Regions from separate parts of the Mus musculus genome. Here all the other regions are linked to region 1. The links are chromatin contacts, called in public Hi-C maps. All regions are on one chromosome and are shown on one strand. The core of a region is the stretch at or near the end of the contact, and the rest is flanking DNA. Distances in the headings are between cores, read along the strand shown. Region 1 holds the start of Kcnab1 (potassium voltage-gated channel, shaker-related subfamily, beta member 1). Region 2 overlaps Kcnab1 (potassium voltage-gated channel, shaker-related subfamily, beta member 1). Region 3 has its middle 85 kb from the start of Kcnab1.

Region 1 (3,580 bases), core at 137-2,636:
GTGCAGCGTGGGATGGGAAACTATTCTGAAAAGCATAAGCGTAGAATCGACAGCCTGTGCATCAAGCAGGACAAACACTTCTGCTCTTGACAAACTGTCCTAGTAGAAAAGAGTTCCTAGCTCTTAGGTGTGTTTTCTCCGCTCTCTGGAACTCATTATGGTCCTAAGGTGTTCGTAACACTTAGAATATAAAAAAATGGGCCACATCTTAAAGATCGCACTTGTGCATGCACAGCAGCTTGGCCCTTTTCAGCTCTCCCCCCACAAAAGGCTAATTTCAAAGCAAACACCTGAGAATTCTAAATTAAGCAAACAAGCGCTGAGTTAAGTCACTTTCAAACAGGAACAACTGCCTGGCTGAACCGTCAAAGAACACAGAAACCCCGGGCAGAGGGACCTCACCATACCTATATTTCATGCCAGTCTGCTTTGCGGTGGACTCTTTGAGAGAAATGTGATGCTGAGGGGTGAAGGTCCCCAGGCTGCGAGCGATGATAGCGACAGTGCGGAATTTGGCCCGGGCTGCGTTCACCACATTGGGGGCGTTGGAGCTCTGCTTGCTCAGAAGTCGGTCCTCACCATTTCGACTCTTCAAATTGTGCTCTGTGCAGGCTATGGAGACTTGCATTGCTTCCCAGGACAGAGCAAGGTCCTCTCAGAACCCCACAACACAGGCGGTCGGCAGAGGGTGAGCAGTTGGGGGGATTTCGGCTGTCTTTTAACCCCTCTTGCCCCCCTTCCTGGATGCCTTCAGAGGAGTCCCAGCAGCTGACTTCAGGACCCACACAGTGGCAGAAGAGGCTGAGGGGCAGGACAGAGTCCCCGGGACCCAAAGAAGTAAACAGCCAAGCTGGAAGTTGCCTCGGCAGCTGGAGCGCGAATCAGCCTCTCCAATCTTCCCAGGCTGTGATCTCGGCTGATTAAACAGCCAGATCCATGTGGTCAGGAGGCTGGTGCAGAAGCCTAGAGCTGAGCATTCATGGTGACTGCACACAGCCCTGCCTGGAGCCAGTCCGAGGTGCCTGAATGCAGAGGGCTGGTTTCTGGGCGCTGGCTCAAAGCAACGCAGGCATACCGCAAGATGCGCTGCTAGCACCCTCTGGATCACAGGCAGGAGGCTCAACTGGAGAGGAGCATCCCAAGAAGCAGCTCACAGCAAGCAGGACCCCGCGGACCCGTGGTCTCCATCCACTATGCCTGCCAACTACCTCGCTCCTGTGCTTAGGAGAATGCGGAGGTGGAGGCTTCTCAAGACCCCTCCCCACTCATCCTCGGGCAAAAGCTGGGTCTCCTGAGCCAGCACTTACTTGGTTAGCGACTGCATAGAAGAGCTGGGAGGTCCCTTTAAGGAGCGCCTTGCCTTTGTGTGCAGTGGGAAGGAAAGATCACTGTGACCACTCCTTACTGGAACAGGACTGGGAGGGCTGTTCCATCAGGGGGCTCTGCCTAGATGCCACCAAATTTTGCTGCAGCGCAGGAGTTGAAAAGGCTGAGTTGGGGAGGCTGAGTGGGGTGCTCTGAGAACAGCACACTACTGATTAACACGTGAATGCTCTTCTGACTTGCTGGAACACAGCTTGGAATTCAGATATTAGCCTTGTCAGGGTTCATATCCCCTCTGCATGTTATTTCTTATGCAGATAAGTTAGAAGTTTCCTGAAAAGCCACAGTGCAGTCTGGATGGAGTGGGGTCTGCTAACGTACTGCAAATTTATTTAAAATACCAGAGTAGAGACGTCTGGGATGCTGCAGGGAGCAATGGGTCCTCCCCGCTGGAGGATACAGGTGGGGGTAGGTGCAATGGGGGAGAAACAGGTCAGGAAAGTAACAGGATCCATATATATTGTCATGGCCACAGGGATGGGCAGCAAGAAGTTCTGTGAGCTGAGCCTGAACCCATATAAGATGCATTTCTTGTTTGGCTGGATGTTCCATTCAGAGCAACTGCTCAAGAAACCTGCTCAGACCAAACTATCAATTAGTTGATAATTCATCTCTCCATTTGAAGTATGAGAGAAATAACTCGTCCTATGAATTTGGTTAAATTATATCTTCTCCAAAAGCTTCTTTCTAAATGTGATCCCCAACAGACCCCACTGTCAAGGAGGAAGAAACAACAAACGCTATTTGTGAATCCATCTCTGTTCTTGGCAATAGAGATCAATATGGAGGGAAATTTAGGAAGCTGTGTCTCAGTTCGTAAGGAGCAGGCAATCTGGGTGGGAAGGACAAAGCACTCGGTCTTCAGAGACTGATTATGTTGAAAATCATACTCTATGTGTCCACGGGAGTGGTACCCACACTAAGCACAACAGAATGAAAAAAGAATGAATTTCAGGAGCCTGGAGAACATTTCTTCATTTCGATCCATTACAACACTTCAGTGGAGCTTCTCTTATAATCTGACTTGGCTACTGGGACACATGACAATGTCCAGAGTTTCAGGAAGCACACGAAGACTCAACAGCCCTCCCAAAGGTATGGACTCCCCTGTGGCAGGACCCATGGGTCTGATCTGATTATCAGGAGTACAGGGAAGCATGTTCACGGATGACATAGCCTGCCTGTATAAATTAATAAATAAAACAGCTGCTCTGGCCACTTCTGCCCAAGCAAATGAAGTTGCAGAAGTGAAATCCTCAAGGAGACTCTGTGCTTGTGTTGAGATCCACTCAAGATATTATTACTCTTAACAACTTTGAACCTGAAGATAAGATTTAAACCACATTGTGGCATCCAATTCTTGATCCTCTATATATTTTCACTCTTTCCCTTAGGAAAATCAGTATGTTCATTAACAGAGGATATTTAGGATGACTGAGGGTGGCAGGGTTAAGTGGGCACCTCTTCTTTTCACCCAGGCAGGAATACTGGGACGTACCTTTCTTTAATCTTTGGAATAAACAGTGGGTAGAGAGGAAGCAGATCATAGGAACCTTTATTTTTGCACACTAAGCCAGCTCATCGGAGATGATCAACGTGAATTGGGAAAGCAGTCAAAATGAGAAGAGGAAGAAGTGGGAGGAATCAAAAGAAAGAGCTTTTAGAAAAGGAAAGTGGGAAAAAAGCAGGCTGGGAACAACAGAGGGAGGTGATGCCCTTCAGACCCGAGGGGTCAGGAACCAGGGACTTTAACTTGGCCACTGGCTTTGGGGGAGGGGAGGTGGGCAGGGGTTCAGCTGAGAGTGCTGCTGGCTTTATAGGATGGACTAAGAGGCCTGGATATATTAACCAGTGTGGTGTTTAGCTTTATTAAGGGGCTAGCAGAGAAATGCCAAAAAGCACAGCATAGCCTAGATCAGGGAAAAGGTTATCTGAACAAGACATACAAAGTAGAGCATTTCTGACCCCAATAGGACCACACAGAGTGCTTGCTTGTTCTATGGCAGGTGCTCAATCTATAAATAATTGAGAGGTGATGAGGAAATAACGAAGAGGGAGAGGGGAAGGTGGGTTGGATGGGGGAGATGCCTTTTCCTGGATAAACTCCATTCTTTAAAAACAACCACCAAAGAAAATCCTGTGCATTCACTTGGAAGCTCAGCCAGTTATACTGAAAAGGAGTGAATGGTAGCCCCAC
Region 2 (3,422 bases), core at 62-2,561, 66 kb before region 1:
CTTGGATACGTGCTGGAACCTTCAGAGAGCTTTGTTGAACGTGGGAGTGTAGAATGCCCATTCTGTTGGGTGGCTGGGTCTGGCTAGCCATGTGTGCTTCTGGAAGGGAGGCTCAGCTCCGTGATCAGCTCCTGGCAGCCTACACATGACCTTGATCACGGAGCCAAGAAGCAAGTCAGAGCACAGTATAGACAGCAGGGCTTTGTGAGGGTCAGCTGGTGGGTGGTGGTGGGATGCTATCCCCAAGAAAAGCTGTACCCTCTATGCAGAGTTTTCCTCCTGATGTTGGGAAATGTCTCTCTGTCTGTCTGAGCAGCCTGGAATATCAGGAGATCATAGAATAGATACACAGACGCTCATTTGCACACTTGGAGAGGAAGCCCTTTGGGAGATAATAATAACTTTTGAAGAATTGGTAATCTGATTTAAAGAGGACACCAGATAGCAGTCTTCAGAACAGGGAAAGAAGAGACCCGAGGGAAGTGGGACAGCTTGACATTGATGTGAGTCTAAGAGGAGCCATAGGTGATGGGTAACTGGTCAATGCTCTCATAGATCTGTATAGGGATGGAGGGAGAGTGATGCCAATGTCATGGTCCAGGCAGCTGTGTCTCCTCTATCTCTTACTACAGCATCTGTTCTCTAGCCCTCACCATGGGTTTTTATTCTGGTAGAGCTTCCTGGTGTTCTCCATGGCCTTACTGTGGCACAGAGACCACAAGTCAGCACCCAGCTATAAGAGGGTAGCTAGAATCTAAGGACACTCCACTGGTGAAACGTGTCACAAGATCAGAACTGACAGAGACTCAAGGCTGAATGGGAATAACAGTGGCTCAGCTCCAACTTACCTCTGCATCATGGGGATCCTCCAGAAAGAGGTATTGTTCTAGAGGAAGGGCAGGGAGAGTCACTGAGCTGAAGTCTCACAGGCCCATGGAACGATAGATAACACAGAGGCATAAAGAACAGGACAGGTCTCACTCAGCTCAGCTGGTACAGTGAGGTGCTTAGCTACCACAGCGCCTCTTATTTGTCAGGAGGTCAATTAGGGGAGGTGTGGGGAGAGAGGAACTTCTCTAATAACTAAAAACCCCAGTCCCCTCTACCTCCAAAGGGCTAGGGACATTCTGTATATGACTCAAAAGTGTGCTCTACTGTCTAGGCCCCAAATGAGGCTTTAAAATCGAAGGGGAACCAGGGGATGGTGAGCAATAGCACAGCGAGAACGCGTTAAGTTGGAGCTAGACTGGAGCTTTAATTAACATCAGGTGGCTGCCAAGAACTTTGGCTCAGCCAGGCGTGCAACAGAGACTGCAAGCCCGTGTCTGCTCATAAGTCTCTAGCTCTCTGCCTGTTCCCAGGAAACCTGCATGCGCCCTAACCTCGAGCTTCCTTCTGCTGCCACGGAACTGTCCTGTGGCTCACGCCTTTCTCTGACTGACAGGCTGCAAGTCACACCGGTGTAGCAGAGGGCAACAGAAACATTGCTGGGTCTGCGGTAAGATTTTTTTTTCAAAGGACCCCAGAGGCTTTTCCGTTTCTCTTCTCTCTGTTCTCTCCTGAATGATCGGAACAGGCTTTCCCCTCACTGTGCTATCTTTTCATGTTGGATTTCGGTTCACTCACCAACAGCTTGCTATGAACCCTGTGCATAGCTTTCATAGACCGGTGTTGGGCCTCGAACTCAAGACCATGGTCTACCGCTGAGCTAAATCCTCAACCCCTATCACGTAATCTGGTAATGTCCCATGTAAGCCAACAGCAGAAGTTGGCGAAAGCATTCACCTTCAGGGGCCTCACACATGGGCAGGGACCTGGATGGTCTAGAGGTGAATGTTGGATGGAAAGCCTCCTTCCAAGTGTTAAATTTTTGACTGAGAGTTTGCAAATGGCGAGACCCATCAGAAATGAGGAGGAAGGCAGGAGCTCCTTCCCTGTCACTCAGAGGCAACACAGTCCCAGCTCCATGCCCCCCCACCCCCACCCCCGATCATCTGCATTCACCACAGCTCAATAACAGTGCAGTTTAGTCAGACGATACCTCAGTAGTTTTGTGAGACTAGACCCCTCCTCTGCTGTGATCCTTAGATCCGGGTATAAATGGCATGACTATACCCAAATGACCCCCCCCCCCAAAACACACAGGCTAGAAACATGAGCAGAGCCAGTTTCTCAATGTCTCGCACCCATTTTTTTCCAAACATAAGGCAGCCCCATCTTCACCGTGTATCCATGTCCACTGTCTCTTGGCTTTCCTGTCACTGCTCTAACTGGACAGCCCACAGCTCTTGCCTGGATGACTGCAGACGTCCCTTGTCTGGTCTCTTTCTCCCTCTACAGAAGCAGTTCTCCCATCTGTGACCTCTGCAATTTCTGTGTATTGACTGTCTGCCTCTACCCTTGACTAGTTATTCGGTTTAGGCCCGAGTTAGATCTATCTCATGTGGTGTCCCTCCCGACCCCAACTTGGAGCTCTTATTACAGCCTCTTCCATTTATTTTATTATTGTGTTTGTTTCTGTTGGTTTGTACCTAGGACAAAGAGGTTCTGTATGTCCTGTTCCCTCTAACTCCACAGTGTCTGGAACACTGTCTGACACCTTTGCTAGATGATGCTGATATAGTTTTTAAAAAAATCTAAAATTAAAAAATAAAGGACAAGACCCCTAACTACCATCTCTGTGTGCGAATTCCATTGATTATTCCTGTGAGATCCATAATACTTGCATGTAAACAGTCTCCCTTGGAAATCTCCTGAATCACCAGCTAGTTTAATGTATACAAGGATAATGTGAGTGCTGAGAAAAATCACAAGTTTGATGAGCTAGAAAATAATGCTTGAAACACAAATGCTACTCAGAAATCTCCCAATTAGTTGTCATGGGAACCTGTGAAACAACGTGATTGATGGGAGTTTCTAGTCTCTTTAAGAGCAGGTTCAACGTGTCTTCTCACAGAAGCAAGGCAATGCTATGAAAAATACGTCTCTGTATCCTGCATGCTAACTGGTGCCGGAATCTCTTATGGTATGAAATAGCACAAGCCTGGTCCTCCCAAGTCTCTGTCTGCGACTCAGTTTCTCATCAATGATGAAACCAAGCAACAGACAGAGGCATCGTCAGTCTGAGGGTATGAGCCTTTCAGTCAGAGTTCCCAACTCAGCTCACAGGGCTGATTCCCAGGAGCTGGAATTTCATTTCAGCCAAGTTAGAAGTGTCTAGTACTTCTCTCTGCGGGGGCCCATAATCGTGATCCCCAATTGATGGTGCTGTTTGGGAGCTTTTGGGGGTGTGGCCTTGTGGAGGAAGTTTGTCACTGGAGGTATGCCTGGTGAGTTTAAAGATTCCACTACTTGAAGCTCTCTTTGCTTCCTGCTTGTGAGATGAGAACCTCAGCTTTGCCACCATGGACGTTTATCCTTTG
Region 3 (3,651 bases), core at 211-2,710, 84 kb after region 1:
TAGGCTCCAGTCACAGCACCTTCTGCAGGCATGGCAAACTGAATGTTGCGAGGTTTTGTGCCTGGGGTGGTGTTTCGGTCCCTCCATTTGAGTTTTTGCCTGGTTACAGAGGATGGCTGGTAAAGACTCCAAGTCCCCAATTACTAGGAGTTATCTCTAATGTTACCCTTGTAGATTCCATGGAGTTTCCATTGCACTAGATTTCTACCTCACTCTCAAAAATGCATCCCTCCCCCACCCACACCAACACCAGTTATCTTTCCCAATATTCTCTCCCCCAATCCCCTACAGCCTGATCCGTCCTTTTCCCATCTCCACCCACCCCATCCACCCTTGAAATCTACTCTATTTTCCCTTCCCAGGTTATTCTTTGTCCCCACTTAAGCCCTCCTTGTTACTTAGCCTCTCTGAGTCTGTAGATTGGAACATGATTATCTTTTACTTTACAGCTAATATCCACTTATAAGTGCGTGTATAACATGTTTGTCTGTCTGAGTTTGGGTTACCTAACCCAGGATGATATTTTCTAGTTTTTCATCCATTTGCCAGCAAATTTCAAAGATGCAGAATCCTATAGCCAAATATTAGGCAGATCTTGAGGAGTCCTCAATGGGGAGGGGGAGGAAGGATTGGAAGAGGTAGTGGGATCAAGGATACCATAAGATGACTCACAGAATAACAGGGACTCAAGTGTGCTCACAGAAATCAGGGAGTCTGTATGGTGCTGGCCTAGGTCCTCTGCACATATGTTATGGTTGTGTAGCTGTGGTTTTGGGATTCCTAACTGTGGGAATGGGGGCTGTCTCTGACGCATTTGCCTGCCTTTGGGGCCCTTTTCCTCTTACTGGGTTGCCTCATTCAGCCTTGTTGTGAGACTATGTACCTGATCTTGTAGCTTGTTATGCTATATCTGGTTGATGGATGTCCTTGGAAGTCTGCTTTATTATATTTTTTTTTTGAGGGGAGATAAAGTGGGTGTGGATCTTGGGAAAAGGGGAGATGTGAGGACTGGGGGGAGGGGAGGGAGGGAAAATTGTAGCCAGGATGTAATATATGAGAAAAAAACAACAATGAAATTTTTGTCAAAGAAGAAGGAGAAGGAAGAGAAGGGGGAGGAGGAGGGAGAAGAGGATGATGATGATGATGATGATGATACTAAGTTCCTATAGGCCCTAGGATGAATTCATACTAAATGCAGCAGCCAGAATGAACCTCAAAATCATTAATCTGAGTCAAAGTTGTCAGAATCTTCCCCTATAGAAGATACACTGTGTAATCACAGTTATTATAAAGTTTTAGGTAATGCATCATCATTTACAGTGACTGAAAGCTTCTGGTGGTTAACTGGAGATGTTGGAATGGGCCCGGTAAAGCTATTCCAGAGGGAAGAATCTCTAATGATAAAGCTTTCAGTTTTAGTCAGTCAGAGGAGAGACATTTGGAGAGTCAGAGTTCTGCATTGCATCCCATTCACTTCAAGGTCTTGAGGCTTACCTCAGATGGTACCTGAGAGTGTACCTGCAGTTTTTTTCCATCGAAAGAACATTAAATGAGCAAGAGATGGAATGTAAATTAGGAGAAACACAAATGCAACAAAAGGAAATATTACTAACAGATGGCAACTCTTGAAACAGCATTTTAAAATTTCATTACGTTTATCCCTCACCAGGTATAAGAACCTAGGTACATCAGTCAACCTCTGACTGACTCTGAGACCTTTCTTTACTTACAATGATTCCATTTTGTGTTTTTAAAATTTGACTCATTAAAAACTTAAAAATCCTTGTTTATGGATTTTACGCAAAGGAGCAGCCAGTGTGAAAAAGGCCTAGGGCTGTTGTTTTGAAGAGCAAATTGGCCCTGGGATGAAAGATTATTTTCATTGCCAGATTGGAAAGATAGTGTACCTGGTGACAGATCCTGCTGACCCCTGCTGGAGTGCTGACATTGAAAGCCATGGAATGCCTGTAAGGCTGCTGGTGGTCTTGGCAGCCCTTGCTTGACCAGCAGATGCCCTGAGGCCTTTGCTTCATGCTCCTGATCTCATGCTTAAAGGCTCCTCATCTGTGATCTAAAAAAAAAAAACGTGATTCCATCTCTTCAAATCCCTACAAAGGCAGAAATCCTCAATTCAGGATCCCTTTCCTATGTTATGAAGGATTTACATGTTTATATTATCGCAGTACTATAGGTTTTTAATTATCAAAATATTCCTTGAAAGTCATTCTTATTTCCCAGACATTACCTTAGTAGGCCTTCATGTTAATCCTAGAAAGTCCGTGGGTTCATCAGTACTATTGTCCCCATTTTGCCAAAAAATAAAAACAAAACAAAACAAAAAAACCCAAAAAACAACTGCTCACAGGTTTAGTAGCCCAGTCATCTGGCAGACATGTAGTTGCTCCAGGAATATTGGTTATTTAACTTCTTTAATTCCTACTTGTAGTTTATAAGTAACCAGCTCTATTTAGAAATGGCCTAAATTGATTCTTTTTTGTATTTCTAAAGCTTCTTGTGCCTTTTGAACTGTCATGAGGACACATTGATTTCTGTAAAAGAAGGATAAGTTATATTTGGACCTAAGTATTTTTATGTTTAATAAAGAACAGGGGAAAATTCAGTCTTCTGGTCTTACTGGTAGAAAAGGGTGAGGATGGCAAACTGGGGACCTGGGGATTTTGGGGAAGAACATGGGTGGAAGAAAAGGACTCTTGCCACAGTCAAGGGTCAACTGATGATGGAACACCCAAGAAAGGCATCAATATGTGACTTGCTAACCAAGTCTCATTGTGTGTACTTACATAAACTAAGACGGCTATGACATCACTATGCAGAATACTACATGGCACCACCAGGGTGTAGACATCAAGTCCATCATTATGCTCATCATAATTGCACTTTGAGAAATTGCCTGAGAAATCTAGCAAAGCATTTGTGGCACCAAGGTGATGGGAATTTCATGGCATGATCTTACTGATGCTTTTGATTAATGAATCTTACAACTTATATGCCAATTTCAATCATTCTCTGGTACACTTGTACTTAAAGCTTAAAATTTATTGTTTTAAGGTTGCTTTGGCTTAACATTTGGTCAAATGCTACACCTTTCCAAAAGGCTCCTTTACTTCAGGATTATTATGGGAACATGATAAAAAGAAAAGGACATGACTAACACCCCCCCATTCTGTTAACCTATATGCCTTGGTACATAGTCAATCCACACGTTGAGTTCCATATTGTTTATACATTTTGATAGCAGGTATTTCCTATCCTGTCCTTGAAAGATGTATATTACATGCCATAGTAAAATTTTAATCAACAAGTACTAGAAAGCTTGTCTTCAATTTCGTGAGCGTATGTATTTAAACACATTTTTATATTATGAGTATAGTGTTTAATGTACTGGACACTTTATTTGATTGATTGCAACAGGAGACTAATAAAGCACGTGTCTGTGTGGCAATGAGTGTTTCTAGAGCAAAGTAGGTCATCGGGAGTTTGACCAAATTAATCCTGGAATTCACTGATGGACAGTAGTAGGGCCTCATTGGAACTATTAGTCTGCTAGAGTCATACATTTGGCCCCACCCTTCCTCTGTGTTTCTGTGTTTCTCTCTACTTCCTAACTACAATGAGATGAGCTTGGCTGTT

Evidence for each region. A called contact is a pair of places that touch in the nucleus more often than the background predicts.
Region 2: a contact with region 1 is called in a Hi-C map of cortical neurons, with 1.6 times the contacts expected there. The contact joins the enhancer-like site here to the promoter of Kcnab1 in region 1. A contact is called at or near these places in 2 of 39 promoter capture datasets (the 3T3-L1 cell line and neural stem cells), 1 of 15 datasets of contacts at CTCF or cohesin (the NIH/3T3 cell line), 8 of 484 Hi-C or Micro-C datasets (the AML12 cell line, cerebellar granule neurons, cerebral cortex and 2 more) and 3 of 9 other capture datasets (adipose tissue, liver and pancreatic islet).
Region 3: a contact with region 1 is called in a Hi-C map of cerebellar granule neurons, with 2.0 times the contacts expected there. The contact joins the enhancer-like site here to the promoter of Kcnab1 in region 1. A contact is called at or near these places in 1 of 39 promoter capture datasets (neural stem cells), 2 of 484 Hi-C or Micro-C datasets (cerebellar granule neurons and cortical neurons) and 2 of 115 datasets of contacts at active chromatin or transcription factors (embryonic stem cells and neural progenitor cells).

The regions. Positions count from the first base shown.
Region 1 is chr3:65,106,820-65,110,399 of GRCm38.p6, reverse strand. It overlaps Kcnab1 (potassium voltage-gated channel, shaker-related subfamily, beta member 1), which reads right to left and starts at 1,386. Exons shown (of 14, transcript NM_010597.5): 1 at 408-1,386. The coding sequence starts at 628.
Region 2 is chr3:65,172,645-65,176,066 of GRCm38.p6, reverse strand. The region is part of intron 1 of Kcnab1 (potassium voltage-gated channel, shaker-related subfamily, beta member 1); the gene reads right to left. All of the region lies in intron 3 of A330015K06Rik (RIKEN cDNA A330015K06 gene), which reads left to right. Among named protein-coding and RNA genes, the nearest start is that of Kcnab1, 65 kb to the right of the region's middle. Within about 2 kb of position 1,311, at least 16 of the 459 cell types and tissues checked have an H3K27ac peak or open chromatin away from gene starts, as enhancers often do. A contact at or near this core is called in cerebellar granule neurons, cerebral cortex and cortical neurons, where this site is marked.
Region 3 is chr3:65,022,385-65,026,035 of GRCm38.p6, reverse strand. It overlaps a transcript of Kcnab1 not described here. Among named protein-coding and RNA genes, the nearest start is that of Kcnab1, 85 kb to the left of the region's middle. Within about 2 kb of position 1,460, at least 1 of the 459 cell types and tissues checked has an H3K27ac peak or open chromatin away from gene starts, as enhancers often do. A contact at or near this core is called in cerebellar granule neurons, where this site is marked.